Regions from separate parts of the Mus musculus genome. Here region 2 is linked to region 1. A link is a contact called in public HiChIP or PLAC-seq data. All regions are on one chromosome and are shown on one strand. Each heading gives the region's core, a stretch centred on a gene start, on an enhancer-like site or on the middle of the called end of the contact. The rest is flanking DNA. Distances are from core to core; before and after follow the strand shown. Region 1 holds the start of Ghrh (growth hormone releasing hormone). Region 2 overlaps Manbal (mannosidase, beta A, lysosomal-like).

What was found. HiChIP or PLAC-seq counts read pairs in DNA pulled down with a chosen protein or histone mark.
Region 2: an H3K27ac HiChIP or PLAC-seq map of embryonic stem cells shows a contact between it and region 1, with 17 read pairs. The contact joins the enhancer-like site here to the promoter of Ghrh in region 1. A contact is called at or near these places in 1 of 15 datasets of contacts at CTCF or cohesin (embryonic stem cells), 15 of 484 Hi-C or Micro-C datasets (the G1E-ER4 cell line, the HPC-7 cell line, bone marrow-derived macrophages and 6 more), 6 of 115 datasets of contacts at active chromatin or transcription factors (embryonic stem cells and large pre-B cells) and 4 of 9 other capture datasets (adipose tissue, embryonic stem cells, liver and 1 more).

Annotation. Positions count from the first base shown.
Region 1 is chr2:157,344,358-157,349,515 of GRCm38.p6, reverse strand. It overlaps Ghrh (growth hormone releasing hormone), which reads left to right and starts at 2,861. Exons shown (of 5, transcript NM_010285.3): 1 at 2,861-2,944.
Region 2 is chr2:157,389,120-157,394,242 of GRCm38.p6, reverse strand. The region is part of intron 2 of Manbal (mannosidase, beta A, lysosomal-like); the gene reads right to left. Among named protein-coding and RNA genes, the nearest start is that of Manbal, 24 kb to the right of the region's middle. Within about 2 kb of position 1,797, at least 19 of the 459 cell types and tissues checked have an H3K27ac peak or open chromatin away from gene starts, as enhancers often do. A contact at or near this core is called in embryonic stem cells, where this site is marked.

The DNA.
Region 1 (5,158 bases), core at 1,612-4,111:
GAGAAGATGCTCAAGGGTGAGAAAAAGCAGCAGGGTGACCTTTCTGGGCTGAAACCTGTCTTAATGCTGGAGGGATGAGCAGAGAGCAGAGGGTCAGAAACCTGGGCAGGCATCTCAAGTGCCGGGGGCGAGTTCAGCCATCACTTTCTGCTCCAGTAGGTCTGATGTGTGTGGTGCTCTGACCCAGTTCCCAGGAAGTGCACAGAGCGCCAGCTGGGACCACATTTGAAAAGCCACTGTCCTGATGGATCTGTGCTGGGCTCTGTGAGTGGAGTGCTCCAGCCTCCTCTCGCCCTAGACACAACTACTCCACTCCACTGGTCTCCTCTATTACCAAGTGCCACAAGGTCCCAACATCCCTACAAGAGTTATCCGGCAGATACCTTGTGAGCCAAGGGCTTTCAGGGCAGCTTCCAAAGCAGAGACCTACAGGCTGCCATATAGACAAGTGGGTGGGAAAACTGGTGGGTGCCTACCTGTTCTTGCTAGAACTCTTTCATTCAGCTGGCTCACTGTAGGGATGACCAACATAGACCACTGGGCCAGAGAGAAAGCAGCTAGCTGTCCATCACAAGTATAAATAAGGAAGGGCTAGAGCTGGCTGGAGAGAACTCGGAAGTGTCAGAAGCTGTCTTCGGGAACCATCATTGGCTTCAACAGGATTCTAATTTTCTACAGAAAAGGATGTGAGAGCCAACAAGTCCAAAACCCAGCCCGGTTCAACACACACAGCTTGTTGAGTAGAAACACAGTCAAGCCTCAGCACGAGCAACTGAGGCAGGAGGATCACCAGGTCAGTGATACCTGAATCCAAAACAAAACAACAAAAACCAGGGGTGAGGATGTGATTCCCCTATAAAGCATGAAGCTCTGGGTTCCATCCCCAACCCAGCATGGTGGAGCAGCCAGAGGAGTGGAGGGAGGGGTCATTAAAATCATAACTTAAAGGTCATCTTTGGTTGCAAAGCAAGTTTGAGGCCAGCTTGGGTTACGTGAGACTCTGTCTCAAAGGGATTTAAAAAAAGAAAAAAGAAAGAAAGAAAGAAAGAAAGAAAGAAAGAAAGAAAGGAAGGCAGAAAGAAAGAAAAGAAAAGAAAGGGGGAGGGGAGAGAGAGAGAGAAAGGAGGAAAGACAAAGGTTAGAAACTAAAAAATAAAAGTAAATAAAATTTTAATTTTTAAATTAAAAGAAGAGACAAGTACATAAAGAGCTGTGGTGGCCAGTACAGCTTTGTTTTGTTTTTAAGGGTCTGAAATGCAGCAGTTTGTTGGAAACAGGCAGGCAGGGGAGGGCAGCGGTCAGCACCAAGCTCTAAGCAGAGGCTGGCAGGGACAAAGAGCTAGCTGCCTTCCTGGATGAGGGCTGGATGAGCAAGAGACCTGGTGATGGGAGCCGGCGAGGCCCACTGGAGGAACTAGAAATAGAAGCAGGAGCAGCTGGAGTCGAGTCTCCTCTCTCCAGATGCCGCAGCCTGTCAGAAGCAAGACTCACTCGGGAAAAGGGCTTCTCTTCTGCACATAGGACAGAGTCTGTTTTGTTTCTCGCCTACTCTGTCTGGCTCCTCTCCAACACCAGTTCTTAAGGCTCTGGACATACACAATTCCACAGGCCCCTGTCCCAGGATCCAGAAACAGAGGACAGCAACATCCGGCATGCTCGGTCAGGCCCCGCTCTTCTAGCTTCATTGCAGTCCCCGGTCCCTGGCAACCACCCACCAAATCCCTTTCTGTGCCATGGTGTGTGGAAACGGGACACTGGACAGTCATTTTAGCTGATTTGTTCAATTTGTTTCCTGGGCTTTGGGCAACCCAGCCCATCTGTGGATGGCTGGAAGCGGCATCCGGACAGCACGCCTTCCTAGCCACCTCCTAGGGGCTCCCCAAGGGCTGCCTTCCGTTTTCTTTCCAGGGGTCCGTAGAATACAGTCCTGACTGTTTTCCAAGGCACGAACCGGCATAATAAGCACAAGGCGTCTCCATGGCACCTTTCATTGAGCTTATTGGAGCGTTCTGCAGATGCCACGGAACACCGAGCCAAGTCCCAGGAACACGTTCTGAACCCCAGGAGCTGCACACCGCTTTATTAGGTAGTTTATTGGCGCATCAAATCTGGAGTCTACCACCTTCGGTTCACAAATCAGTTCAGAGAGAGGCTCTAACTTGCCCAATATTAAAGAGTAACAGTGCCACCTGCTCCTCTTCCCTGATTGGCACGATGCCAGGGAATTGACTGGTGGCCTAAATGGGAAATCAAGGCAGGAATGGCTGGAGGTGATAGAAACCTCAGGCTGTTGTGAGCCCAACAAGAACAGACTCTGGCTGGGCAATGGTGGTGCATGCCTTTAATCCCAGCACTTGGGAGGCAGAGGCAGGCAGATTTCTTAGTTCGAGGCCAGCCTGGTCTACAGAGTGAGTTCTAGGACAGCCAGGGCTACACAGAGAAACCCTGTCTTGAAAAAACAAAACAAAACAAAACAAAACAAAACAAAACAAAACAAAACGAACAGACTCTGGAGGCAGGCTTTACTGAGCAACTCATTCAGTTGAGGAGCACAAATGCTATTTAAACTTTTGGGGAGTGAGTAGGGGCACTCAGAGAGAATGTGCATCACTGGCCAAGGCCACAGTGAAGGGAATATTTTATTTGCATGAAAAGGACCTGAGGTGCTTGCTATCTGGACATGACCTTACTCAGAGAGGAAATTTAACCTATAACCCGAAAACTGGTGATGACTACCTCAGAGTAGCAGAAGTGGAGCCAAAAGGCCATGTACGTGCTCTGGAACATACAGGCCCAGGGCAGAGAAGGAGGAGTCCTGCTCCTGCTGGCCTTAAGATGAGATCGTCAGGGCCTGGGCATCACTGGTGATCCAGGCCGGCTCTCCAGGTCGCAGGTCTCTCCTGGTTGCGGCTCCCTGCTCATCTGGCTCCCACAACATCACAGAGTAAGTAGACATGTAAATTTTGAACCTAGCTCTCCTGCTGCCGCTACTGAGGGACAATATCCTCACTAATTGGTTCATAGGAGTTCACAGACCTCTGATGAACAGCAATATGGCTAAATACCCTTCCTTGTGAAGTGCACGGAACTGCATAGCCTGGGTGGGAAATGAGCTGGGTCCATCTCTTTTGTTGCATTTAGCCATTCCTCTTTTGTTATTTTTATCTGATTTGGTTCACTTCAGACCTGGTACCCGTTTCTTATTTATGACTAAAGGCCCCTGGGTGAGAAAAATGGAATCAAGAAAACCGTTTTTCTTTTATGTTCTACAAATGTTTCTATACCTCATTCCCACCACCCTTTAAAATAACATTTCCTTCCCAGGCCCCCCCCCCAAAAGCTTCTAAAATCCCTGCCTTTCCAATCTCCTCTTCACCTTGGCTATAATTATCTTGGGAGAATTTAAATTCCTTATCATGGGTTTGTGATGGCTGTGGCTTAAGGACCGTTGGCCTGGCTTCCATTCTGAGGCTTCGTCAAATTGCCCTCTATAGGAATTACCGTTAGACTCTTTCTTTCCTTAAAGGATGATAATGGGATTGTGACTCTGTTAAAGAAAGAACCCTTCTCTTGCTTGAGATACGTGCTGAAATATTTACCAGTCTGGGATTTGCTTCAAAACAGTCCAGTGAGGGAGATGACAAACACCACAATTGCTCGCTGAAATTGTCAGTCTCCTCCGGCTTTCTCTCACGGATCTTCATTCCTTTTCTGGTGCTGAGGGTGGAACCCGGGACCCCAGGGATGCTCCGTCGGGGTTCTCCCACTAAGCAGTTGCCCTCCTCTCTTGCAGGGACCCATTTGTTTCTTCTCCCTCTCACCCCCCAGGCTTCAGATCTGGATGTTGTGAACCTGAGGGTGGGGTTTGCCTCTGGGAGACTCAGACAAGAAGAGAATCTTAGTTTTGAGATCCCATCTCTATGGGATGAGCATCTGCTCCTCTGGGTCCAGGCTGACAGAGCAGCTGCTTCCTCCCTGGGATCTTTTCAATTCCTTCCTTCCTTCCTTCCTTCCTTCCTTCCTTCCTTCCTTCCTTCCTTTTATATCTTTATGTAATTACACTGTAGCTCTCTTCAGATACTCCAGAAGAGAGAGGGAGTCAGATCCCATTACAGATGGTTGTGAGCCACCATGTGATTGCTGGGATTTGAACTCAGGACCTTCGGAAGAGCAGTCAGTGCTCTTAACCACTGATCCATCTCTCCAGCCCTTTTGACTTTGTTATTAGTGTGTGTGTAGAGGTCAGAGGACAACTTTGCAGGGCTGCCCCCTCTCCTTCTAACTTATGCGGGTCCCAGGGATGGAATGGAAGTGCTTGGGTCTGCGTGGGAAGCACCTTTATCTGCTGCGCCATCTCACTGGCCTGGATTCCCTTTTTCTACATCCACTTCCACTGTCTTGAAGGTAGGTGTAAATTTACCAAGGTCTCCCCATCCCCACCCTGCTTCTGACTCCTGTGCCCTTCAAGGAAGGAAGGGAGGGAAGAAGGAGGCAGCTTAGAGAAGCAACTCTCACTTCCAAGATCTGGACCAGACCCAGCCACCTGGTCCCCAGGGTTTCTTGGAGGTCTCATGATACTCCAATCCCAACATGTGCAAATGGTGCTCCCATCCCTTCCTTGATCCCCACAAGCATCCTGACCCTCCCTGCAGTCATCCGTAGACTCAGTGGGCATCCTTTCCCTTCACTTCTCTCACCTGGCTGCTCTGCTATGCTCGGCAAGGCTGTACTGGTCCAGGCTGTGCTGGTCTTGGCTGTGCTGGTCCAGGCTATGATGGTCCAGGCTGTGCTGGTCTAGCCTATACTCATCTTGCGGAGCCTCCCTTAGTTACCTTCCACCCTTGCACTGCTTCAGGCCCTAGGCTCACTGGCCTGGGCTTCCTGACTGGATTCATTTCCTTCAGGCTGCTGCCAATGTTCTGCCTCCCAAACCATCCCACCAGGCTTCTAGAGCCTCCAGTGGCCTCTCTCTGTGGAGAACAAGAAATGACTAACTTCCTTAGTGTGGCATTTGATATCCTGCATAGCTTAGTCTAAATTATCTATATTTCCTGCTGGTGGAGCCACAAACCCAGGTTCATATCAAAATAAATCAGGGCCTTGATTAATACTCCAGAATCCTAGGCCCTACCCTAAACAGTTGAATTAGGAATCAATC
Region 2 (5,123 bases), core at 548-3,047, 46 kb before region 1:
TTGGGGAAGGTCTACCTGCCTCCGACTCCTGATACAAGGTCTTACTGGGTAGCCTTGGCTGAGACTTAATATGAGAAAGGTTGCTGCTTGTTTTGCCTCTTGATATATTTTTCAAATTGTTATGAGATTTATTAATTTCGTTTTGTGTGTGTGTTGCCGGTATGTATGTATGTCGTATGTATGTATGTCTATCATATGTGTTCTCACTATCCAGAGGTCAGAAAAAGGTATTGGAGCCCCTGGAACTGGTGCTACAGATAGCCAAGAGCCGCCATGTGGGTGCTGGGAACTGAACCCAGGTCCTCTGCAGGCAAAGCAAGTACTCTCCAGTGATGAGCTATCTCTCCAGCCTTTAAATCTCTTGATCTTTATTTAAAGTAGAAAAATTAAAAAGCAGACTAAAGCTACCTCCTAGCTCTGGAAGACAAAGAGGTTCCTCTGTTGTGGTGGTTTGAATATGCTTGGCCTGGGGAGTGGCCCTACTAGTAGGTGTGGCCTAGTTGGAATAAGTGTGTCACTGTGGGCTTGGGCTTTAGCTGCCTAGAAGCCAGTCTTCTCCTAGTAGCCTTCAGATGAAGATGTAGAACTCTCAGCTCATCCTGCACCGTTCCTGCCTGGACACCACCATGTTCCTGCCTTGTGAACCTGTAAGCCAGCCCCGATAAAATGTTGTCCTTATGCCGGGCGGTGGTGGCGCACGCCTTTAATCCCAGCACTTGGGAGGCAGCGGCAGGCAGATTTCTGAGTTTGAGGCCAGCCTGGTCTACAAAGTGAGTTCTAGGACAGCTAGGGCTAGCTACACAGAGAAACCCTGTCTCGGGAAAAAAAAAAAACGTTGTCCTTATAAGGTTGCCTTAGTCATGGTGTCTGTTCACAACAGTAGAACCCTAACTAAGACATCTGTGTTGAACTCAGTGAGCCCAGGTTCTAGCTCATTTTATTTCCTGGCATTACCTGAGACACCAGGGCCCAGCCTCCTTCCTGCAGGGGAGGAACTGCAGCTCAGGGAACGGCCTTGTGGGTGTTATAAAGTTTCAGGACTGGAGCTCACAGCCCCCAAGCTGCTGAGCCGCCTCCTGCCATAAGTCAATGGTGTCCAAAGTCCCCCAACACTATTATGCAACTTGACCAAGAAAACAAAACAAAACAAAACAAAACAAAACAAAACAACAAAACCAAGCCTCAGAAGAGAGGCTGTCAACTGCACATCCCTGTAGAGTCCATTGGGCAGGCTCATGATTAAGGCAAACCCAGCAGGATATGATGTCTATGTCACTGAGGGCCTTGGAGCAGAGAGCTGCTCCTTATAGCACCTGCACACATCGTGGAAGCCGGCTGCCTCTACGTGCCCTGGGCAGAATTAAAACATACACCAAAGAGCTTACTGAGGCCTGTCCAGGTCTTCAGGATGGAGCTGATACTCTGTGCTCAAGCCTGTGGCAATGGGAGCTGGTACAGTGGCCTAGTGGCTGTCCTGTGCTGCTTCATGCTACAGAGGTTCTTCCTGCTGCCTTGTCCCTTTTGGCTCTGAGACTCCACCCCTATTCAACTACACACCAGATAACTAGTATGGGCATGTCCTGTCCCAATTCCTTCCAACTCAACCATCCCAGGCCACATGGCATCTTTCCTAGAGGCCCAGCCTTCCTCCAGCAGGAAGGGTGACCGGGATCCCAATGGTTCACCTTCCACTATTCTGCAACAGGTCTCAGAGCTTGCTGACCCAACCTACTCTCTGTCTTGACTCAGCCACTCTCTAGCATCTGAGCCCCACCCCTTCCCATTCTGCCTGTCCCTGCCCTACCTCCGCCTCTGCTCACTCCTGTACCTGACAAAGGATGCTTCCCAGGTGCAGGTCTCTCCACCCTAAGCCTCCCCAGGGCTTCCTACCATCTACTGCCTCATGCCCCATACCTAAGAAGGCAGCTGAGCAGCCTAATAGCACCAAGGTCAGACAGCAGGGCTTCCCAGGAGCACCCTCTGTCCCTGCCCAGCTCCCCACCCTGTGGCTTGGCTACTCTTAAGAACATACTCCTGGGGTTGGAGTTCAGTGGTTAAGAGCACTTGCTGCTCTTACAGTGAACCCAGGTCCAGTTCCCAGCACCCATGTGGTAGCTCACAATCATTTGTATGTAACTCCAGTTCTAGGGGATCTGATACCCTTTTCTGGTCTGAAGGGTACACTTAGCTTCATGCCAACACAGAAAGCTAAAAAAATAACAACAAAGTCTGCTTCTAAAGACTGCCCAGCCTTCCTTCTCTGCTGTGTTCCTTTACGGAAGTGCCCAGCTACTTTATAACACCACCAACACTCTACCACAGACACGTGTGCTGTGTGTATGGTGTACGCATGTGCATGCATTCATGTGCATGCGTATGTACGTAGGTATGTGTGTACACATGTGTGTGGAGGCCAGAGGCTGATGCTGGATGTCTTCCTTTATTGCATGTCACCTTTAAGGTGACATGTTCTCATGTCTGTCTCACCCAGCTAGCCATCTGCAGGGCAGTGGCTCCGTGAACGAGTGAGCGAATGCGGTGAAAGAGCGGCAGGGCCTCTTGGTTCCTATGAGCTCAGGGCCCAGCAATTTTCACATCCAATACCTACAGCTTCCAGTGTTGCTACCAGTCACACCACGGCCACACAGGCCACAGCAGTCACACCAACAAGGCAGACACAGCAGTCACACCACGGCAGTCACACCACAGCAGACACAGCAGTCACACCCCTGCCATAGTAGCCCTAACACTGCTGGTAGTTAGCAAGTCAGGCCCTGTGCCACTCATCTAGACAAAGTGCCAGGATGGGCCTCAGGCTGTAAACACAGGGAACAGCACCCAGAAAGGACCAGGGCTGGTTTGAGAGCTCAGTTGATGAGCAGCAGAGCTAGAATCTGTGTCTCTCACTGCTTCATTATTAACTATGAAATCTATTTTCTATACTTAGCAGCCCCCCAGAGTCGCATGCAAGAATGAGAAGATTCTGTCTGTCCCCTTCTTGTGACCAGTGGTCCTGGAGGAGTCAGAAGTGCGGTTAACAGTGCAGTCATGTTTGCTCTATGCAGTGGAAGCCGTCCTCTGTGGGTGTGTACACACCACGGTCATCATGCCTCCCGATGCATTTGCTGTCTCCTCCTCGCCCTAACCCTGCCATACCTCAGCTTTTGGCACTGCCCCCCATGTGCTGCCCAAGTTCATTTCTAAGCTCTCCCTGATCCCTCACGGCCCCACACCCATCTGCTCCCGAGGCCTGTTTATATTGTTGCTTCTAGATTTGCTCATCCCAACCACATATACAGTCCACTGCCCACATGGACCTACAGCAGCTTGGCCACTGGGCGTTCTGCATCCTCTCGAATCCTTTCTTCTCCTCATCCTCCACACTAGCAGTAGTTTCTTTTCCTAAAACGATGACAACAGTCATGACTGGGCCTGTTTTCAGATTTTAAAATGTTACTCGTCTTTTGTATAAGATGGATTTTAAAAGACCCCGTTTGGTTTCTGGGAGGCAGTCAATTCCAGCCTTGGCCTGTTCCTCTCACTCAGCCACTGGCACTGCTTGCTGACATTCACCTGTTGTACAGGGTCCTCTGTTTATTCATGTGTGCCCAGTATAAGAAGCTCTGTGCTCACCACAGGGGCTGCAGAAGGGCCAGTGCACTCCAGTCATTTGTTCACTGGGCCTTGTGATGATAAGGAAGCCACAGGAGTGTCACTGACGGGCAAGGAAGCCAAAGCTCTGACACTGAGACCTTCTGCGTCACAGTGTGACCTGGGTCCTCGGGTCCGAGCAGCACAGGGATGGTTTTTCCTCTCAGCTGACAGGAGTTACTGAGCAAGTGAGTGACTTAATGTGCATGCCTGGGACAGGCCAGGGAACTGCAGACTACACCCCTATCAGCCTCACCTTTCAGTCTGGGGGTCCTACTGCTGGTAGTTAGCAAGTCAGGCCCTGTGCCACTCATCTAGACAAAGTGCCAGGATGGGCCTCAGGCTATAAACACAGGGAACAGCACCCAGACACCTCAAGTCTGAAGCAATTGAGAAAAAGAAGAGGCCTCCGTTGCCAGGAGTTTCCTGGGTTCATGGAGATGTCTCTTGTGGACACAACCCTATCCATAATGAGGTGGCAAGAGAGCAGATCACCAGGTCAGACGATTGCTGCTATTGGCCAGGCTCAGGGAACAGAGTCTGCCAGTGTCCGAGAGAAGGATTAAGCTAGCTGTCTCCAGTGTGCGGCTCTACATGGCTGTGCACCCTATTCAACACTGCCATTCCTCCCTTGAAACAGTCCAGGGAAGCAAAAGCAGTACTATGCTCAGGCGCAGCCTAGGAACCACCAAGGAACCGCCAAGGAACCGGCTCATTAGCCCCGCAGGGAGCTTCCTCCTATGGCTCTGCCGAGATTAGGACTGCACAGGACCAGTCTGCCTCACGCTGGAGCTCTGTCCCTTCCCACTGGGTCATTCCTGCCCAAGGACCCAGGCAGGACAGGGGCTAAAATGTCCTTGTAGATAGAGATGGAGCAGGGCACTGGACAACCCACCAGATGAAATGGGGGTGGGGGAGGCTGTCCACAGGGCTTAACTACGCCAACAGAGACACAGCATCTAAGACACTTGGCAGGTAAGTGGAATTGTGTTAGAAAAAACCACCTGGGCGGGGCACCTGGGGAGACAGCTCAGCTAGTAAAGTGCTTTCTGTAATAGCATAAAGACCTGAGTTCATATCCCCAGTACCCATGTAAGGAGTGGGGCGTGGCAGCACACACCTGCTATCCTGGCTTAGGGAGGCAAAGACAAGATGTCTCGGGTAGCTGAACTGCTGGGCTCCAGGATCAGTGAGAGGACTCATCTCGAAAACACAACTGGGAGAAGCCTCAGTTGGCCAAGAGCTGATCTCCACAGAGGACCTGGGCTGGGTTCCCAGCACTCATTGTCTGTAACCCATTCTAGGAGATCTGATGTTTTCTTCTAGCCTGTATGAACACTGTACACATATGGTGTGCAGACATATACAAAGACAAGACATTCTTTCTTGCACGCGCCAGACTGGCCAGCAGTAACGACGCTGCAACAGGATCCTTCTGCACACGTTTATTGGGAGAGCTTGATGGTAGAGGC